Regions from separate parts of the Mus musculus genome. Here region 2 is linked to region 1. A link is a contact called in public Hi-C data. All regions are on one chromosome and are shown on one strand. The core of a region is the stretch at or near the end of the contact, and the rest is flanking DNA. Distances in the headings are between cores, read along the strand shown. Region 1 has its middle 34 kb from the start of 4930447J18Rik. Region 2 has its middle 48 kb from the start of Peli2.

Evidence for each region. A called contact is a pair of places that touch in the nucleus more often than the background predicts.
Region 2: a contact with region 1 is called in a Hi-C map of uterus, with 1.8 times the contacts expected there. The contact joins two enhancer-like sites. A contact is called at or near these places in 1 of 484 Hi-C or Micro-C datasets (uterus), 2 of 115 datasets of contacts at active chromatin or transcription factors (both in embryonic stem cells) and 1 of 9 other capture datasets (embryonic stem cells).

What each region holds. Positions count from the first base shown.
Region 1 is chr14:47,862,231-47,866,983 of GRCm38.p6, forward strand. No RefSeq gene overlaps it. Among named protein-coding and RNA genes, the nearest start is that of 4930447J18Rik, 34 kb to the right of the region's middle. Within about 2 kb of position 1,716, at least 83 of the 459 cell types and tissues checked have an H3K27ac peak or open chromatin away from gene starts, as enhancers often do. A contact at or near this core is called in uterus, where this site is marked.
Region 2 is chr14:48,071,232-48,075,373 of GRCm38.p6, forward strand. No RefSeq gene overlaps it. Among named protein-coding and RNA genes, the nearest start is that of Peli2, 48 kb to the right of the region's middle. Within about 2 kb of position 2,825, at least 106 of the 459 cell types and tissues checked have an H3K27ac peak or open chromatin away from gene starts, as enhancers often do. A contact at or near this core is called in uterus, where this site is marked.

The DNA.
Region 1 (4,753 bases), core at 466-2,965:
GTCATGGATTAACCCTCTCAAAGCTGTAAGCAAGCCCCCAGTTAAATGCTTCCTTTTATAAGTTGTCTTGGTTGTGGTGCTTTGTCACAACAGTAGAAAAGTAACTAAGACAGGAAGGACACTGACAGAGGTTGTCAGCATGTCTGTCCGCCACTGGTCTTAATCGTGCGTATCCCACACTACAAGTGAAACCTAAAAGATCGGGGCTCACAAACTCTGAAACCCGCTTATCATGGAAAGCAACGTGAGTCCTACAGCTAAGCATTCAGGAAACGGGGAGACATCACGTCTGCGGCTGAGATCCAGCTGGGAGGGGTGAGGCAGGGCAGGGAATTAGGACAGTGGATATTTCAGTCACTCATATTGGTGACTTTGGCTATTTGAATTAATAGAGACCTTTTGTTGGGTCAGGTACTTGCTCTGCATTTGCAGACAGGCAATAAAAACCTGGCTTTCCTCTTCTTAGGGCTTGAGTTAGGAAGGGAAGGGTATCTTAGCTTTTTACACATTCCAGTCTCATGCCCCAGGGAGATGGCATCAGTTTTGGAGAGCTGATAACGTCTTGTCAGAATTCAAGAGCCACTAAAATGATGTAATACAAACATTAAAAACAAAAACAAAAACAAAGGCCAGAGAAACCAATTTATGTGTTGTGCATTTCTGACCATACTTTTTAAGTACAGAAGAAAAATGATAAATATTATTAAAATATCATACAGTTCCAGAGGGAGCCCAGAACCTCTTAGACAGTACATTTATGTTATGCTATAAAACATCTCTCTAATTTTGGCAGTGGATTTTTTGAAATAGTTTTTGGAGTTTACAGGAAAAAAATGTTTTGTGCAACGTGAATTCCTTATCTCATCTGAACCGGGACCTGCTGCACAGTGAGGCTTGTCACATTTACTGCATCTCACATGTATGCCAGGGGCAACCAGGCTGTTGCTTAACGAGGATGTATAATAGCTAATCGCATTTTGGGCCGTTGGTTTGTCACTGTGATGGTGCCAAGTAATGGCTTTAAAAGTGAAGCAATGAGGCCAATTCTGACTCACTCATGAGCCTGCAAACCACAAAGCAGCCTGTTTCCCTGTAAACCACAAAACAGCATGTTCCCAAAGACTCTGGCTCACAGCATACTAGACCCTGTCCACTGCTAGATTCATTTAAAGTCTGTGTCTGGAATATATTAGGGACTTTTTTTTTAATGTCATTCATCTATTGTTGTAATTCTCAGGTAATACCCACTCTTTCCCACACTTAGCTCCTAGCACCTGCAAAGACGGAGCCTGCCCGTGAGGAAAGCAACATTTAACCGCCCTAATTAGTGGCTTCAGATGGAAGCATCTCCAAGGTGCTGGGATTCTGAGATTTACACCCCGCTCCTTTGAGACACTCTGCAAGCTGGTGTATAATTTGTAAGCACATAAAGAAAGAGAATGCTCAGAATATAGTATCCAGGGTCCACCTATTTCTATTTGTATTTATTAAGTTCTTTGTAAATCTCAATTTAGCTGATGTCTTCTGACTCAAAATGCAGCTCTTGGTGAAGGAGTTGGTGTGAGGCTGTGCAAGGAGAGTCACAGCAGCATCATTATCAGACTATAAATATTACAAAATAGAACAGACTGGAAAATGGAGGGAAAACGAAACGTGGACCAGAATCTGTGACTCAGCAAATTCTCTCATGCACGATATATTGCAAGAAGCACTGTTCAATCCTCGCTCTGCACACACTTCCCTCTTCGTTTCTTCGTTTTTGTCAGTAATGAAATGTGTGGAGTGTGTGTGTTTGTGGGTACAGTTTCACTCTTCAATGCTTTATCTACTAGAAGTCTCCTTGAGGTTGTCATAATATGTGACAATTATATTTCATTTTTCAAGATCAAAAAAGTACATGGAAAGGCTGGTGGCCCACTGAAAATCGTTCTCTCTGGAGGGTATCCGGTGGCTGCCTACCTGTAACAGTGGCTTTCTCACCTGGGTCCAAGCCCTTGGTTTTGAGATGAGTGTTCATGTTGGCAGATCTCTCCAGTTCCCACTTGCCTTCTCCCCTAAGCTTGGTTTTTCTGTATTTTTTTTCCTCCAAATACTATTTTGTTACAACATGTGGGGTTTTTTGGGGGGTGGGGGGAGTATCTTGGGTTTGGTTTCAGTCCAGACACTCAGATTCCTGTTGGCACCATATTCTAAACCTGTGAGCCATTCTGTACCACCTTGGCATCCCTCTGAGGCTCAAGGCACCCTGGCTTCGTCATGGAGGAAACTTTGGTGCAAAATGACACTGAGGTGACATTTATAAGTTTCTCTAGGACATTACAATGTTAGTGATGAACTACAATGTAAAAGTTCCTTGTAGATCTGTCCTATTGCTGCACCAAGGAAAGGATCTAAGCTTTTCAACCCGATTCATGGCTTTGAATTTTGCTACCCCGGAAGCTTAGAAAGTATAAGCATGCAGTCAAAAGTGACAGGTTTGCATTCTTCATGCTTTAAGTCCAGGCCTGGCTTTGGAAATCTGAGGCTCTGGACCCTTGATGCCATCATAGTTTCTTAGATTTATACGATGTGAGTTTCCGTCACTCTTTCCTTCAGTTTTAGGATGTTTTACATTTGAGAATCTCAGCTGCTATCATTATTTGACAGTGTTCCTTATCATGGCTGTAGTGACAACTGGGAAGGTGGCCCTCTGCCCAGTGACTCTTTCTGCTGATATTTGGAAAATAGTTGCTTCGCATTGTGGTGAAATAGAAACTTACAGATTCTTTAGAAAGTCAGTTGTGTCAGATGGTGTTTTGCTGGGGCAGACTCGGAAAGGAGTGTTTTCCTGAAGTGGACACAGGTGAAAAAGACACATGATAAAAGATTCTTCACTAATGACGACACACATATGTTAGTTCACCTTACATTATGTAACTAAGCCCAGTTTGCCATGACCCCATTAAAACAAAAGAAAACAAAACAACAACAACAACAACAACAACAACAACAACAAAAAGCCAAAAAACTTGTGATGCTGTTCTGGTGACTCCTTGCTACTTTCACAGACTCAGGCCAATGGACAAAATAATATCAGCTAATACATATTCATGTGAAGTTTTACTAGGACAGCCTCACCTACTAAGACAAGACACATGATAAGACAAAACCCATAAAAGACACGTGATATTTAAAAGAAACATAAATAGAACTCAACAGACAACGAGGAGGACTTACTTACATAACTAACTTTACAACACTTCTTGGTCTCAAGTCTTCCCTAACCTTCACTTTGTTAAAAAAACAAAAACAAAAACAAAAACAAAAACAAAAACAAAAACAAAAAGACACAAGGAAAAACTTCTCCTAGTTAACTGTTCCTGCTGACTCCCGTCGATTCGGATAAGGCCTGAGCAACTCTGCCAGGCCGTGCCATCACTACTGACTCATGTGTACTATCCCGACACTACTAAGCCAGAATACTAATATATTCACAAGTGTTTTCAAATAGACCAAGGAGCCACTGTGGATTCCAATAAACTAATTTCCTCACAACACAGATTAAATTTACTCCCAAACAATTTCTAAACAGGTCTACTTCTCCCATATCCCAACAACTTTTCTTTTCTACTACCTCTAGTAGATGATGGGCTTAAAAAGAAATTAAAACATTTAAAAACCATTATTAAATTAAAATTAAAAAAAAATAAAACTACATTTTGGTTCCCACCATTAAGAACCATCCCCGCCTGCAGTTTGGCCACTGTTTTCTCTAGGTTAATCTATCCTGGCTCAAGTTCAAATTCACTGTTCAGGTAAATTTTTTCATCATTGCTAAGAGAATGCTTCGTGTTTCTTGATATTATATTCGACTGTGATATTTTGTGTATATATGTATGTGTGCGTGCGTATTGGGGCCAGGTGCCATTTAGATTTGGGAGCTAAACACCTTGCTTTTTTTTTTAAGATTTATTTATTTATTTATTTATTTATTTATTTATTTATTTATTTATTAATTATATGTAAGTACACTGTAGCTGACTTCAGACACTCCAAAAGAGGGAGCCAGATCTCGTTACGGATGGTTGTGAGCTACCATGTGGTTGCTGGGATTTGAACTCCGGACCTTCGGAAGAGCAGTCGGCTGCTCTTACCCACTGAGCCATCTCACCAGCCCAAACAGCTTGCTTTTTGAGACAGGTCTTTCATTGACACCTGTGGCTAGTCACCTAGGCTAGGCTGGATGGCAGCAAGCACCAGGGATTCCCCTGTCGGTATTCCCCTAGTGCTAGGATTATTACAAGTGTAAGTACAGGTGTCACCGTGCCTGGCTTTTCTCACGAGGGGGCTGGGGATCAACTCAGGTCCTCAGTGCAGGAAACACTGTGGACAGAGTAATCTCCCCAGGCTTTGAGGTCCATTACTTCCTGTCCCGTCAACTGTTTTCTCCCCCGGGACAGGCAGACAGGAGGAGTCACATCTTAGGATGAGGAGTGGACAGTTGGTTTCTAAGTTCTGGGATTCTGGAATTCAAAGAGGAGATCACCCATGGAAACAGCTGGAGCCATCAGACTTGAGTGACCTTGAAACCGTGGGAACGGATTAGATCTCCCAAGTAGATGATACCATTGAGGGATGTGGCCGAGAAGGCTTCTGTAACTCAGTTCACAGCTGAGTTCTGCTCACCACCACCTCACAGACAGCTGTTGAAGTATTCACTCACACAGAGCTCTATCTCATGATCATAATTCCTTAGCATCCTTTAAAGATATAA
Region 2 (4,142 bases), core at 1,575-4,074, 210 kb after region 1:
TATCTAACTAATATGTCTCTACATTATATCTAACTAACATGTCTCTATATTTTATTTAACTAACATGGCTCTATATTATATCTAACCAACATGGCTCTATATTATATGTAACTAACATGTCTCCTTATTATATCTAACTAACATGTCTCTATATTATATCTCACTAACATGGCTCTGTATTATATGTAACTAGCATGGCTCTATATTATATCTAAACATCATGGCTCTATATTATATCTAACTAATATGACTATATTTCTCTGTGTCTCTAGCATCTTCAAGTTGTCTCTCTCTGCTACATCTTCACAACATCCTGTAAACCTATTCTGTTCCTTCCAACCTCTAGTTTCCCAACAGAGGAGAAAGGGTGAAGGGAGCAGGAAGAGAAGGGGCAGGCAGAAGCAGAGGAAGTTATTTTCTAGGGCAGTGCTTTTCAGCCTTCCTAATGCTGTGACCCTTTAATACAGTTTCTTGTGCTGTGGTGACTCCCAACCATAAAATTATTTTGTTGTTACCTCATAACTGTAATTTTGCTACTGTTATGAGCAGTATATAAATATCTGTGTTTTCCAATGATCTTAGACGACCCCTGTGAAAGGGCCATTTGATCCCCACAGGGGATCAAGACCCACAGGTTGAGAAACACTGGTCTAAACAGTCCCAGCAATTAGGACCAGAAGGTTCTAACACAACAATTCACTGAAAGGCTGTAACATGACAATTCTAGAAGGGACCTGAAAAATGAGAAACACTTGTCTAAGTCAGATTCAAGTTAGCATCTTTCATGTTTCATTGGTTGTGAAATAATTCACACAATTTCTCTGGGAGAGATGCCCACAGATCAAGGAGATCATATTCTCCTTTGGCTAAGAAAAATGATTTACATCTCATGTCCAGGGGAGTACCTTCCTCTTATTCCATTTATAATCAAATGTGTTTTACAATTATTTATTTGGGGAATGTTATCCTATGCTACATCTGTCTATGTAAATGTACCACGAGGCATGCTATAACAACAAGTTGGGTCTGTGTTAACTCTGGCGGTCCTGGAACTCCTGTGATGTCATCAGGGTTTTGTTTGTTTGATTGATTTTTGTCTTGTTTTGTTTTTTTACACGGCTTGGCTATGAATGGTATGGCCTTCGGTCTCAGTATTTCTGATTTGCTACAGAACACTTAGGCACAAGAAACAAAGAATGAGGTCTAGGGAGATGACTCCATAGTTAAAGGTCATGTTGCTCTTACACATGAGCCAACACTGCTCAGCACCCATGTCACATACATACATACATACATACTTACATACATACATACATACACACACACACACATACAGAGAGAGAGAGAGAGAGAGAGAGAGAAACAGAGAAACAGAGACAGAGGCAGAGGCAGAGGCAGAAAGATAGACATGGGGGCAGGAGAGGGAGAAAGACTAAATCTTTCAAAAAGAAGAGTTGTAGTTGAAAAGTGTTTGATCTCCTGTTGCTCTGGTTTCTGGGACACACTTGCTTCTAGAGGGGTGGGGCTAAATAATCCAAGTGGGAGATTAAATAGAGAGAACTGATTACTAAAAAATTAAGGATCTTGTAATTCCATAAAGGGCCAAACTAGTGCTCTCTGTCTCTGTCTCTCTGTCTCTCTGTCTCTCTGTCTCTCTGTCTCTCTGTCTCTCTGTCTCTCTGTCTCTGTCTCTCTGTGTCTCTGTCTCTGTCTCTGTCTCTGTCTCTGTCTCTCTCTCTCTCTCTCTCTCACACACACACACACACACACACACACACACACACACAAACAAACAAGCAAACAAAAAGCAAAGCACAAAACCCAAGGATAAACTATGGAACAAACACCGAATCCAACTGGGGTGGTTTACAGAGCTCTCCTTCCCTTGCAAGTTCCATGAGAATTCAGAGTTTTAAGGGGTTTATTTTTGTTTTTGCCATCCTATTTTTTAATTCTCAAGGTTTCTTGACCTTAACATTAACATTTTACTATCTTGCACAGGAAAGTAGAAGCCATCCATACGCCTTGATTAAGTTTCAAGATCAAATAGGTGATGTTACATATGGACAGATCTTACCGCCCCACCCCCTTAAAGCTATGTCCAGAGTGTGAAATACATGGAGGAAGGGGTCGCTCTTCGGCCCTTCACCCCATGCTCAAGGCCAACAGCAGCAGAGCGTCACAGCCTTCAGTCCTGTGGTCTGCATGTTGGTCTTCAAGTCACCAGTACAGCAGGTAGCAGCGTAGCAACCATCAATCTCTCACCACCGCTAAGGGGTCTGTCAAATCAGATTCACACTCTCACTAGGAATGATGGTGCTCTCTGGGACAGAAACTGCTGCTAACCTTCAACAAGCGTAGCCCCTCAGGAACAATTGGCTGCTAGAACCAGGGAACGACTGTGTGGAGAATGAGTCTGACAATAGGAGCCTTTGGTACAAAGAGGCAGCTGAGCCTTTGTGGACAGAAGGAGCTGGGTAAGTGAGCCCCAGACCATGTGTTTCTCGACCTCTGACCTCCTGACAGCATGTGCTATCTGCCGGGCTCTGCTGCTCATTGTCTGCCCTGATCAGCCTCCGGCTTCATGAAGCTGAGTGGAGAGTCTATCCGATGAGATTGTGGGAAAATTCCACTTGATATCAGGTCGGGAGGACAGTGCTGTTTGTCCTTCCCTTCCCTTCGCTTCTTCTGTGGGCGAGCATGAAGGCAAAACAGAGCAGGGTCCCGTGGATTCTGAGGCCACAGCCTTTCCCGTATCTCTTTTCCCAGCAGTTAGATGGGAGCGAGCGAGCCACAGGCCTCTCAGATGAATGACGCAATCTCCATTCCAAGTTTAGCATTCTAAGCCCGCTGAATGGTTTGGCAAGAGAGTCCCAGCCGGTGCTGTTAGAGGACGTGGGAGACTGTTTTGCTCCTAACAAGTCTGAAGCAGAACACTCAAGAAAAATTTCCTCTCTTCTTCTAATCTGTCTACAGATGAGGTTCCCTGACTCGCCATCCAATCCAATCCCTGGCCACCAGGGAGACAATGAGCTTTCAAGAACATTTCTTATTATCCAGTCTCTATGTTTTTGACTGAAACCTGATATTTTGATTTCAGTGTCCCCTGATGGCCATCACCCAAATGTGTTTTTAAGATTTCATTCCACTGCTGGTTACTGGTGCCACAAATAGGAAGCTGGGTTTTATTTCTGTAGTTTTGCCGTTGTTGTTGTTGCTGTTGTTGTTGTTGTCGTTTTTCCTTGTTGTGAAAAAATGTTTGCCTGCTAATTTTCAGAAATAAGTATTCTAAAACTGTCCATGGAACAGTCTAGAAGGGGCCCGAAGAATGAAAAAGGCCTGTCTAAGATTCATGTTAGCATCTGGCCTGTATTTAAATGATCACATTAGAAGAGAAGCCTGTGGGAATTCAGCTTAATTAACTAAAATATTTACTGCTGATGTAAAGATAAAAGGGAGACAGGAAAGAAATTAATGTTAAAAATGCATTTAACATATTATTGCCTCCTCCCTTTGATGGGAGAGTAAGCAAAGCAAAGCAGAGTGAGCACCCACATTCTATATATAATTTATCACATTTCTCATCCAGTCGCTGAAAACCCATTCAGTATTTATAGTCAGCGTGGTCAGTGCACTTATTTATAACATGGTGTATTTTCTAATTGTGTTTAAAGACATTTGCTCACTTTAATATTTAAAGCCTGGTTACAAACAAAACAAAACAAAACAAAACAAAACAAAACAAAACAAAACAAATCCCCTCCTCTTTGTATTTTGTGTTTGAAGATCTCCCAAACATTATCAACAATAATCTTGGAAGCAATCTTATAAGCATGTTTTTATTCTTCCTGGGACAGGGAAATTATATAAGAAGAGTTAGGATGCAAGGCCGTTGGACAGGGAGAAGAGAATGGTGCTCTCTTGTCTCCTCTGGCCATGGCTCTCTGTCTCCTCTGCCCAACACTTTCTGTACCAGTTGCTTTTCTCACTGCTGAGACACACCCGGCAAACTCGACTGAAGGGAAGATGGTTTATTTTGGCCCGTATCAGAGTGTCACTTGTGGCAACAGAAACACAGCACAGGACAACTGCAAGCCACATTGAGTCTGTGATCCAGAAGCAGAGAGAGACGAATGGACGCT